Linked DNA regions of Sus scrofa: region 2 is linked to region 1. The links are chromatin contacts, called in public Hi-C maps. All regions are on one chromosome and are shown on one strand. The core of a region is the stretch at or near the end of the contact, and the rest is flanking DNA. Distances in the headings are between cores, read along the strand shown.

The links. Hi-C and Micro-C count contacts between places; a contact is called where the count stands out from the background.
Region 2: a contact with region 1 is called in a Hi-C map of subcutaneous adipose tissue, with 1.7 times the contacts expected there. The contact joins two enhancer-like sites. A contact is called at or near these places in 2 of 47 Hi-C or Micro-C datasets (embryonic fibroblasts and subcutaneous adipose tissue).

Annotation. Positions count from the first base shown.
Region 1 is chr1:42,582,569-42,588,869 of Sscrofa11.1, forward strand. No RefSeq gene overlaps it. Among named protein-coding and RNA genes, the nearest start is that of MAN1A1, 140 kb to the right of the region's middle. Within about 2 kb of position 4,128, at least 4 of the 83 cell types and tissues checked have an H3K27ac peak or open chromatin away from gene starts, as enhancers often do. A contact at or near this core is called in subcutaneous adipose tissue, where this site is marked.
Region 2 is chr1:42,919,940-42,926,017 of Sscrofa11.1, forward strand. No RefSeq gene overlaps it. Among named protein-coding and RNA genes, the nearest start is that of FAM184A, 81 kb to the right of the region's middle. Within about 2 kb of position 3,767, at least 21 of the 83 cell types and tissues checked have an H3K27ac peak or open chromatin away from gene starts, as enhancers often do. A contact at or near this core is called in subcutaneous adipose tissue, where this site is marked.

The DNA of each region.
Region 1 (6,301 bases), core at 2,878-5,377:
AAAGTATAGTATTTTACCACCCTTGACACTATAGAATCACAGTTAAGAGCATGGATTTTTTTTATTTTATTGAAGTATAGTTGACTTACAAGGTTGTGTTGGTTTCAAGTGTACAGCAAAATGAATTAGACTCTCCTCCACTGCTGGTGGAGATGTAAATTGGTGCAGCCACTATGGAGAGCAGTATGGAGATTCCTTTAAAAACTAATTATAGAACCACCATATGAGCCAGCAATCTCATTCCTGGGCATATATCCAGAAAAAAACACAGTTCAAAGAGCATGGGTTTTAAAGTTAGACGCACCATGGCTATGATCCTGAGCCCACCAAAAATTATGAGATTTTTGTCCTGGGGCACATTACTGACCCTCCGTCTATAAAGTAGGAATAATACCTCAGGAGAAGCAGTCCCAGTAGAATTAAATGATATAATATATGTGCATAAATCATAATGCTTACAAGCTTGAATCTACCTGGTTTGAATCCTGGTTCTACCAAGGACTAGTTGTATGATCTTGGGTTAACCTATGTATGTTTTAGTTTACTCACCTCTAGAATGTAAAAAATAATAGTTTCTCCCTCATAAGTCTATTGAAATACAAAAATGAGTTGGTACATATTGAACAAAATAGGACCTGGCAGATGGAGAGCCCTCAATAAACTTGCTGTTGCTGTTTTCTAGTCCTGACAAATGGTAAGCATTCCACTCCTATAATAATCACTCATCACTATACATTTCTTCCTAGGAAAACTGTACATATTTTCTTACAGCCAACATTAAAATGCACATAAGCTTCATCCAGTCCATACAACAATAAAATAAAATAAATTAGGAATTTGGGGGATCATATATTTCAACTTCCCAGTTATACTTAGGATGATAGGATCCTTACAGAGAAGGAATATCTGAGTTCATCCTATCCAACCCAATTGTTTTCTCATAATTGATCATCCTCATAAAGAAAGATGAAACAGATCAGTTTTTTAAAAAATTCATACCCACTATGTTATACATTTTAAAAAATCTTGAAGTTCCCATCGTGACTCAGTGGTTAACGAATCCGACTAGGAACCATGAAGTTGCGGGTTTGATCCCTGGCCTTGCTCAGCAGGTTAGGGATCTGGCATTGCCGTGAGCTGTGGTGTGGGTCGCAGACGCGGCTCAGATCCCGCACTGCTGTGGCTCTGGCATAGGACGGTGGCTACAGCTCCGATTCAACCCCTAGCCTGGGAACCTCCATATGCCGCAAGAGCAGCCCAAGACATGGCAGAAAGACAAAAAAATAAAAGTAAAAAGCCATTTACCTCTTTGCTCAAGTTTATTCCTCTCACTTCATTGGGCATACTACCACCTTTACAGCTTCTATGGATATTCAGGTCATTGGGATCAATCACTTATCAAGCATTTTTTGCTTACCTACTATGTACGGTTTCATGTAAGTGGAATAAAAAAGAATATGCTTTATGGATATATGTCAGGAAAATTAGCTGCTATCCCCTCTCCCCAAACGCTTACTCCTCCCTTCTGAGCCACCCTTCAATCAGCCATAAAAGCAGCTGCAACCTGTGTATCACTGCCTCAGAGAAATGATCTAAAAGCAGAAAAAAAAATCCTTCCCTGGCTTCTGTGTTTCTATAACTGAGGCCCTCCCAGCCCATCACAGAGTTGAGAAAAAATATGATGAATAAGGGCAAGGCTTCCTTCTCGTCTCATGTCCTCTGCAGCTAGGGGAAAGGTTTCCTGGTCTTGAGCAAGGGAATAGAATCAGAGGGCAAACAAGGAGAGTTAGCAATGGTGATTTCCAGAGAAAGGGCACCACACCTGCTTTCTCGGGAGGTCCTAATAAAGGCTTTTGAGGTCCAAGAGGACAGAGAGGAGAGGACAAACTGAGGGACTACAAAGGGACTTAAGGAATTTTGGAAATGATGGATGTGTTTATTGTCTGGATTGTGGCTATGGTTTTGTAGGTATACACCTACAGCAGAAAATATCAAATTGTACACTTTAAACATATGTAATTTATAGTTTGTCAGTTGCACTTTAATAACAGTGATGAGAGAGAGAGAGATTATGCATAATTCCAAATAGATCTCCAGGAAGGATGCAGAACCCAGAGCAGAAATGGCCACCTGGTGGTATGTCTAGACAAATAGCGTCTTAAGCAGCCTGTCAGCCTCCAGTCTCTCCAGGAGAAACAGAATGAACGTTCTGTACCCAGAAGTGGCACAGAAGCAGAAAAGAGAGCTGCCTGGACTCACATGGGTAAAGACAAAGGACATTTCTGGGCCAGAAGGTGGACCATGGACCAAGCTGCTAATGGAACAAAGGTCATTTCAGCAGATACCTGTGTGGTCAGATCACGGTAGGGAGCAGCAGCACACCCTCTCCAACCCTACCTCTGAGCCTTGGCTCAAGTTAAACTCTCTAGAGATCTGATATCACCCTGGGTTTCTTCTCTGGAGAAGGAGAAATTTCTCAATTCTGAATTCACTGACATTTAGTTTTTGTCATCCTGGCAGTAAAAGGCTTGAAATAGAAACTGGGCAGTTATAGATGAATAGACAGTGTTTTCCCTCATTATCCGCAGGGAGATTGGTTCAAAAACCCCATGAGGCTACCAAAAATCTGTGGATTCAAGTCTATTATACAAATGGAGCAGTATTTGCATATAACCTAGGAACACCCTCCCCTATATTAAATCATTGCTAAATTACTTATACAATACCCAATACAGTGTGAATGCTATGAAAATAGTTGCCCATGATTGCCAAATTCTTGTTTGTTTTTGAAGCTCTTTAGACTAGTTTCTTTTTAAAATTAGTTCTGATCCATAGTTGATTAAATCCACCAAAGCAGAACCTACAATACAGAAGGCCAACTGTCTACATTTCTTATATATCTCAGTTCTAAATTCCATGATTCCATGATGACACAGTCCCTCCCTACAGCAATGTTCTAAATTAGGAGACTATGAATGAGAATTTAAGAACCACAAGGGTAGGTGCTATGACGACACGGCACACCTATCATCTAGTTCATTTCCTGGCACATAATTGTGCTTAATCTGTATTTGTGGAAAGGATGGATGCATGGATGGACGGATGGATGGATGGATGGATGGATGGATGGATGGATGAAATTCAGGTATACAATAAATTGTAGTTAATCACCCAGAGGAGCACATAATAAGTACAAAATGAGAGGTTTTTGAAGTATAATGAGACTGCTAAGGGCTGGAGTTACCACTGATTATTTCATTGGAGGAGAAAGAACTGGAGGTGATATTTGAAGATTGAGTAGAATTGGATCAATAAAGAGATTGGATGAATAGAGAAGGTGGGTGGGTAAGCCAGGGTGCAGAGAAGCAAAAGGGGTCACAATTCAAACTGAAGTAATTTTGCTGCCAACCCAATGTACTTTCTCCTGTACTCTTTTCTAAACATAGTATGTGGCACAGGATCTGCTGACAATATCTGATTGATGAGGGATGGATGGTGTGGAGAAATGTTAGGAATAAATTTTGCTTTTAATTAAAATAATTGGGTCTGAAGTCTTGAGGCTATTTAGTCACTACTTAAAAGTTTAGCCTTTTTTTTCCCTTAAATTCTTTTAACTTTTATTCTAATTGAACAGATACTTAAGGAGGGTTTTACAATATTTGAAATTGCATTTAATCACTTTTAGATTTTTTTTTAACATGGCATCCAAACAATTCAAGGACTTATTTTTGTAAACTGTTTCTAACTCTGACCATATAAAAGGAGTTCTAAATCCATACCATTATTTGGATTCCTACTCTACAATAGTTGATAATTGTGTTATAACTTACTAACCTCTCCTACATATGTTGTCTCATTTATTCCTCACAATATGACCTCTGAAGTGAATCTCCTTTTTTAGTAGATCTCCAGTTTCATGTAGAAACTGAGACCAAGCAGGCTCACTTCCTTTAATCCACCAGCCAATAAATGGTGTCAAACAATAATCATTACTGAGGCTGTAAAGGACAAAGAGCTTTATTTGTGCTCTTAAGAAATGCAATTCGGGAGACACAGATTCCAGTAAAAGTGAAACAGTGTTCGGGGAAGAGGAAGAGTCAGAGGCTGAGAAAGGCAAAAAGCCACAAGGTTATTAGAGTTGCCCCATGAGAACTGTGATTGACTCTGACACAGTCAGGAAATATTTGTCCTTAAGGAGTCACGAGTTATTTTGGGGGTAGGGATCCAATGAGAAGATAAGCTATCTTGAGTTATTTTAGGATGAGGGTCCAATAAGTATCTTGAGTTTCTGGCAGATCTTCTGGATGCCTTCCTTAGGACAATAAGTGGTCAAAAGGTCAGATTCCATCCAGGCTGAGACATGCTTAAGTCACACTTCCTCAGGGGTCTCCCGACTCCATTTGAGAAAGGTCTCTTAACAATACTGACTCCTTTTTTATTTTCCTTCCACAAAAGTAACACCTAGGCCCCTCCCCCCAGGCCTTTCCTCAATGCCATCTCCCTTGCTACTATCACCTGAATGCCTTAAAGAATGAGAAAAAATATCTATCTGTAGAACTATGTATGTATGTCTTCGAAGGAGAGGGTATAATGGTGAGTTAACACATTAAAGGATTTTAACACCGGGGAAGAATTAGTTGTCATTTGAGAAAAGAGAAAATCTGCTTTTTAACCCCAAGGGAAAAGAATGTTCTTTGCTCAGCTCTGCATATTCATTACCTATATCTGGGGAAACTTCTATGTGCTCTCCGCAAAGTCTCCTTCCTTTTTTAAGTTCTCCCCCTGGAGCTGGAATGGTGGAGAGAATTTTTTATGGAAAAAATAATTAATCTTCCTCATGGAGTAAAGGCCCCAAAGTAATTTATCATAAAGAAACACTCTAACCCAACCTTTTTCTTACCTGAAAGTACTAATTCAATATTACAACAGAACAGCTTTAGGGATCCTAATCGCAGGATCAGGAAGGAGAAGAGAGCTCACTATTTGATCCTCTTATTCACCCTCTATTAAGACAGGTTTGTTCCATGCCATGAATTATTTTGCACTTCGTGGAGCCTGGTTTTAAGATGTTTCAAATGATAAGGCTTAGGCCATTTAGAGTGGAAGAGTCTGTTTTGCTAATACTCATTGGTTTTAGTCCTTTTTCTCCTTTCATGGGTAATGAAAATTGGGGTAATGTGGGGGATAGGATGAAATGTGAGGTGTCGAGGCTGTCACAAGTGGCTGGCATTCAGTACTTTTCAAACTCAAGTATTTATAAAATGCAAATGCTTTATACTTCCCACTTGCTCACTCCTCTCTCCTCCAGTCGCACTGACATGGTAACCATGTTCACTGGAAACAGCTGACAGATGAACATGTTAATTTGAGAGATTGTATTCACATCACTCTGGGGAAAAAAAAAAATGCTTGAAAAGTTACTGATATATGTTGCCAGGCATTTTGATGCCTTTTGCCACAAAGCAGAATGGCCTCTTCTCAAATACATGCAATCTGTCTCAAGGTTTATTTATTCACCTGATACTTGGTTGTTTTTTTTTTTTTTTTTTTTCTTGGGTCTGATATTTAATCTTTTTTTTTTTATTATTATTTTCCCACTGTACAGCAAGGGGGTCAGGTCATCCTTAGATGTATACATTGCAGTTACAGTTTTTTCCCCCATGATACTTGGTTGTTTAAGGAGAACCAGAAGTGAACAATGGGCCTGCCTTGGATAGGCCAGGCTGTGCACTCCGCATTCCTACAGCAACCTCTTAAGTGAGAACTTTGACATTTCTGTTTTGATACAGCCTCATGACACAATCCACCAAAATGTTCATTCACTGTTTTGTACTGCCAAGTAGTTCCTGTGACCTGACTCTCTCTCAATAGTTAACCTTTCCTCTGATTACATGGTGCTTTCAGCATCTAATTGATCTGTACATTCATTATTTTATATTTGTAAAATTTCTTGTTTATTTCATTCTTAGAAGAAACCAAAAGTTGTTTTAATTTTAATCTTGATGAAGCATTTTATCCATTGAAATTTATGTTTGTTGTCTATCCCCTAAATAACCATAAAAAAAGTATATATTTTACCAAATTGTGAGGAGACTGTTAGAGTTCTTTGAGATTTGCCCAGCACTTTGGAAAAGAGAATAATGGCTTTTTTGGGCTGCACCCATGGCACATGGACATTCCCAGGCTAGGAGTTGAATTGGAGCCATAGCTGCCAGCCTGCACCAGAGACAGAACAATGCCAGATCCTTAACCCACTGAGCCAGGCCAGGGATCAAACCTGTGTCCTCACGGATACTAGTCA
Region 2 (6,078 bases), core at 2,517-5,016, 340 kb after region 1:
CAGGTTCTTAACCTCCTGAGCCACAATGGGAACTCCAGGGAGAGTGTATTCTTAATGAAAATATTACCTTGTTGTACCACATGCTGATGGGGATAAGGACATTCAAGTTCCATGTGCCATCTTTTAAAAGCTTTACTCTTCTCTCTGATGCTGAAAATCATGTAACTGACCCTCAAACTTTCAAGAATCTCAGTCATATTTAAAGCTCATTTAGCCATCCCACCCTACCCCCACCATGTGTATCCTAATTTTGTCTTGACCTTCTATTATTGTAGGTAATGCCCTCATTCCTGATTCCTTCATTTTATTTTACCATTGTTTTCTTGTATGATATCTGCGGTCAACAGAAAAAAAAAATCTTGCTTGGTGGGAAACTGAGTATTTATCAGTAAATACATGAAAATATGATCCTCAACAATAGTCCTGGGAAATAGTTATCCCCATGCTGGGTCTCCATTTCCCAGACAAGGAAACAAAGGTGAAGATGCATCAAGTTGTGCACTGTTGTGTTGCCTTGAGTATTTGCATTTTGAAAGAGGGTGGTGCCTTCAGAAAGAGGTGAATTACCAAGTGGACTTTCTAACATCAGTGGGGGAGAGCTTTGTCTTTTTCATGTACGCATAAGCCTAGTCCTGTCAACTGGTATTGTGCTCTTCCTACAGAAATATAGCTAAGTGATTAAAAAACAGAAAAAAATGGAGTTCCCATTGTAGCGCAGCAGAAATGAATCTGAATAGGAACCATGAGCTTGCGGGTTCGATCCCTGGCCTCACTCAGTGGATTAAGAATCTGGCGTTGCCGTGAGCTGTGGTATAGGTCGCAGACGTGGTTCGGATCTGGTGTTGCTGTGGCTCTGGCGTAGGCCGGCAGCTACAGCTCCGATTTGACCCCTAGCCTGGGAATCTCCATATGCCACGAGTGCAGCACTAGAAAAGACAAAAAATTAAAAAAAAATAAAAAATAAAAAATAAATTAAAAAAAATTTTTTTAAAGATGAGAAAGGAGTTATCAGGTGATAGAGAAAGTAGCATTTGGTCTCCAAGGGGACACAACCAGCTGCTGAATGATAAGAGAAAGGGATGAGGGAAAGCTGAGCGGCTTTGAATGAAAAATTAAATTAATTTTAAAATCTAATTTAAAGCAACATAGAGTAACAGATGTGGAGGGAGTTAAACTCCTCCTTGGATTGTATTCCCTAAACTTTCCTGTTCTTTCATTCAGCTTGAACATCATCCTATTTATACTAAGTAGCAAAACTGGATTAATTATGAAATAAAAGACTCCAGACAGTTCATTTCTAGGGATTGTTTGTACACCGCCTGGATGGCAGGAAGGGAATGCTTGTCCTTTTTATTTCTCCAGAGAGAAAGACTGCCGAAGAGTTTCTACCTGAAACTCTTTAAAGCGTATTTCCCATGAGACTGTCCTAATGATCTTTAAGTTCACTGAGTTCAAGCTCATTAGGTTCAAGTTCAAGAATCAAGTATTATTAAAACACATATTTATTTTTGCAGTTCACTTATTCTCCCAACACATGCTTATTGTAGAACAGCTTCCGTGAGTCAGAAACTGGGTAAGCCTCGCTGCTGTGTAGGTGGTTTTAGAGGCGTTTAAATGCCAAGATCCAAAATCAAGTCACAGGCCAGATCGGTCCAGACTTCTGGGTAGTTGTTGTCATCAGAGAGACAGGTCACACCAAGAAATGAAAGGATAAAACTACTTCTTTTGTGCTGTCACAGGACAAGTGTAAAATAAAGCAGCCACCGAGGAGCCCTGCTAGGAATTGTGTGCTTTTCATGAAAGGAACTTCCATTCTCTGGAAATGCATGAAGAGCGTGCCAGGGATTTCCTATCCGCCCCCACCACCCCCAGAGCTGCTGATCTGTTTCCTGCTGGCCGCGGGCCTGACACCTGCCAGAATACCTCACAATTTAATCAGGGATGTTTTCTGCTTTCACCTTTGCCTTGTATAAAAATCGTTCTTTATGCTTTGTTCAAGGTTTTTAAATGTTTTCAAAATCTAAACAGCAGCTTGATTGGAATCTGCTTTTGTATATTTAGTGCAGCAACACTGTCTTAGTTTTTTTTTTTTGGGGGGAGTGCTTTCAGAACAAAGTACCACAGATTGGGTGGCTTAACAAAAATGTATCACCTCACAGCTGTGGAAGCTAAAATTCTGAGATCAAGGTCTCTATGGGGTTGGTTCCTTCTGAGGACTGTGAGGAAGAATCTGTTCTGTGCCACTCTCCTGGCTCCTGGGGGTGTATTGGCCACATGTGGCATCCTTGGCTTATAATGCATCACCCCATCTCTCCCTTTATCTGCACTTGGCATTCTCCCTGTGTGAGCATCTTTGTCCAAATTTCCTCTTTTTGTGAGAATGCCAGTTGTCTCGGATTAAGGCCCTCCTAACGATGTCATCTTAACTGGACCATCTTCAAAGACCCTATTACTAAATAAGGGTCACCTTTTCAGGTACTGGGGATTAGGACTTGGGCATTACTGGGGGGACACAATTCAACCTACAGTCCGTGTATTACCTCGTTCAGTGTCGTAAGGGCCGTAATGGTCACTAGGATAAACTGGGACATGGAGGCTTGAAAAGATTTGTTTACCTTTTCCAAATTCATCTACTGCACAAAAATGGCAGAACGAGGGTTTGAATCTAACAGTTTGACTCAAACAACGATGCTCTTCATCACCATATGGGGTTTCCCAAGAGCATGAGGCACTTTCCCAGCATTTCAGTCACCAGACCATAGGTTATGCTCTGTGATCGTCCTATCTACTTGCAGGAGTGCTAGCTACTAATGATGGAACACCTAGGCATATGTACCTTATCTCACTGAATCCCCCCAAACAACCTCGGAAGTCATTTTCTCTTTACCCCGGTTCACAGAGACGCAGATTAAAGGTCAAAGACATTGAGAACTTTTGGCCAATGTCACAAATAAAGTAAGGATGGAGCCAGGATTCAGGTCATTCCCCTCCCCAACCTAGATCCTGAAGATGTATTTCTCCCACTGCGTTTTGCTGTCTTTGACACAGACCTCAAAGGACATTAGGATATCAATTGGCCACATAAAAAATAAGAAGTTCAAGTAAATCTTGCCCATGCTGTTTTTAAAAGTGAGCACAAAACAAATCTCAGTTCCTAAGAATTTGAATCACCCCAGGGAAGGTACAGGAACATAGCAAATGTTTGTGTGATTACTTGGGCAACCTTGCCTGTGCTATGTAAATATGTAATGACTAATCAGCCAGGGCAGCTGAGGGATTTTTCTAGATGTGGGCAGTTTTTTATTTGTGCATATTTGCCCAGCTACGCGTGTGAAAAGGGAGGAAAAAAAGACTTCTAGCTATTTAGCATAATCATGAACCAAAACAAAAGGAGAAATTATTTCACTCCTGCTTAGGTAAAACATTTTAATCTTTCTAAATCTCTGTGTGTGTATTTTTGGGTTCGTAGCAACTGGCAGACTATTTAGGACAGAAATGTACATGTACTGAGGGCAAAGAGAGCCTTGGGAGGTGAGGATGTGTGCTGAGAAAGGAGAGATGATGTTTGGCCAGTGACAAACAGAAACTCCATTGACAAGGAATAGTCCTTGGCAAAATAATATTAAGATTTTTCTGGAGGTTGTTTACCATTACTAGTTTTCAGTTTTCTGACGTTGACAAAAACGGAAAAACCCAGATCCTGACTCTCCGGAGCTTCTCACTTTGCCGACTCTGCAAGAGCATTGGCAGCTTTATAGCGCCATCATGTGGTCACTTGTCAATTTGTTCCAAAATTCCGCGGGAGCCCAGCCTGGCAAGGAGAGGGACTGATGCGCACAGGATTGTGTTGGGCGAGAACAGAGCTGGCTAGTCCTCTAACTGACACAGGCAGCAATAGGGTGGTGCTGGGGGAGGGGAAAGCCAGGGCTGAGAAGACCCTGGGGGCAGAGCAGGGGTGGGGCAAGAAGATACCGAGCAGCTGGACCTGACCGTGTAGACAGGCAGCAGCAAAGAGGAAATTGACCCACGGGGAGTCATCGTAATGCCGCCTTAGTCAGGATTGGATGAGGAAGTTTCTTGGAAGAATTTAAGCTTCCAGAGAAGGAGGAGGAAGTGGCTACAGTGGTGGTAATGATGGTGGCTGTGGTTGTGGTAATGGTAACGTAATGGTGATGGTGGTGGTGGTAGGGGACCCATTTTGAGGGCAGCTGAGGGAGGCAAGAGACATGAAACAGAGGCTGGCACTATTCCACAGGGTATCTCAGCACCTCTAATGAGAGTTTGGGGACCTTCTCCTATCCTGGTGAGAAACTGTATTTGATTTCCTGGGAAGGCAGTGGCCGTGATTTGGAAAGGGGAGGGGTGCTGCAAATGCAGGACTGGGGTGGCAGAGTACCTAAGCAAATTTTTGGCCTCTCCAAGTTGGATTTCCTCATTGTAAATTAGGGTGTTTGCTTCATGGAGCTGTTGTGGGGATGCAAGAAGATGATACAGAAAAGATTTAGCACGATGCCCAGCAATATTATAAACAGTACATGTTAGCCATCACTCTTACTCCTGCTATCATTGTTCTTAATATCATCATTTTGGACAAAATCTCCAATGTGTAACTCCTCCTAATAGCTGGTCCACATTTACCTGTGGACCAGAATCATGGTCATGAATACACAGCGTGATGTCTTTTTGACCAGACTTGCAGACTGTTAAAAATAAAAAGCCACAGGAGCTAGTCAATACAACTGTTGGGCCTTTCCTGCTAAACATTCCAGTCAGTGGGTCAGAGAGCCAAAGTATATCAATCACCTTGTGATTTGTAATTTTTGTATTGCCTGTCCTTTCCCAGCCCCTTGGTTCTCCCCGATATTTTTTTCTCCGGGCACGCACTGTATTAGTCAGTCTCAGCAGGAATCAGATGGACCCAAAGGAGTAACTGAAGGATCAGTGATAGAGCTGTTTATGGACATGAACCTGTACTTTCAAGTGCCAATAAAGGCTCCACTTGATCAGAAAAAGCAGTCCATCCGGTCATCCAATCCGCAGAATGCTAAACCAACTCGAGGCTCTATACTTATTTCCTCGTTCCTTGATTTTTCTTTTCTTTTCTTCAGCATGAGGAAGTTCCCCCGGCACCGGGGATCGAATCCAAGCTGCATCAGCGATGAAGCCCAATCCTTAATCTGCTGAACCACCAGGAAACCTCATCTTTGATCTTTCTAAACAAGGTCAGATCTGCAGCCCTGACCAATCATGCCCTGTCTCCAGGTTGCCGCTTCTAATACTCCAAACAACTTGCTCCTTGCTCAGGCTTAAATTCCCTCGGGAAGGGTGCACCACTACTTCTGAGTTTATCCTCCTCACTCCCCCGCCCCGCCCCAGTCCATGGATTGTTTTCTCTTGAATATAGGACATCAAACTCATGACAGATACGTGTCCTTCTGTCAGTACACAGGAGGAAGCTGTTGCTGGAACTCCAGGAGAGCCAGAGCCAGGAAAGCTGCCCAACTCTGCCCTGAGCAGGAGCTGGGTCCTTAGTAGAGGAATTCAGCCCCCTGCCAGCACGAGGGAGCAGAGAGAGCACCTACCAGGAGTGGATTCTCCTCCCAGGGGCTGAACCCAGCTGGAAGCCAGAGGGCAAGGGGAGCATGGACATGTCATTCATCCTTAACGGTCAGCAGAGAAGTGTGGAGAATGGATGCAGAGGGCCAGGTGGAGAGGGACCCACACATTCACTTAACATCATGATGTTCCTCCCTCTGCGATGCCTCTCGGCACCCCTGAAACTCTCAGAAGAAAGGCTTGTAAGTGCCAAGTGAATCAGACATTAAATGTCTAAGTCAATGGAACAAAGACTAGTGAAGGCACAGACTAAATAGAGGCTTGCATCACCCATTTAGAGCACCGAGAAAGCGCCCCCTGCAGGTCACAGCCCACCTCTTGGAGCTGGCAGCAGCTCAGCCCTTAGCTCTCATCCAGGAAGCGAACTGAGGCCATCTCAGCCCGTGAGCCACAGCTCTGTTACCAAGGAGTGGGACTCTGGAAGTGAAGGGACCCATGCAAGGGACCCCAGCGCCTCCCTTT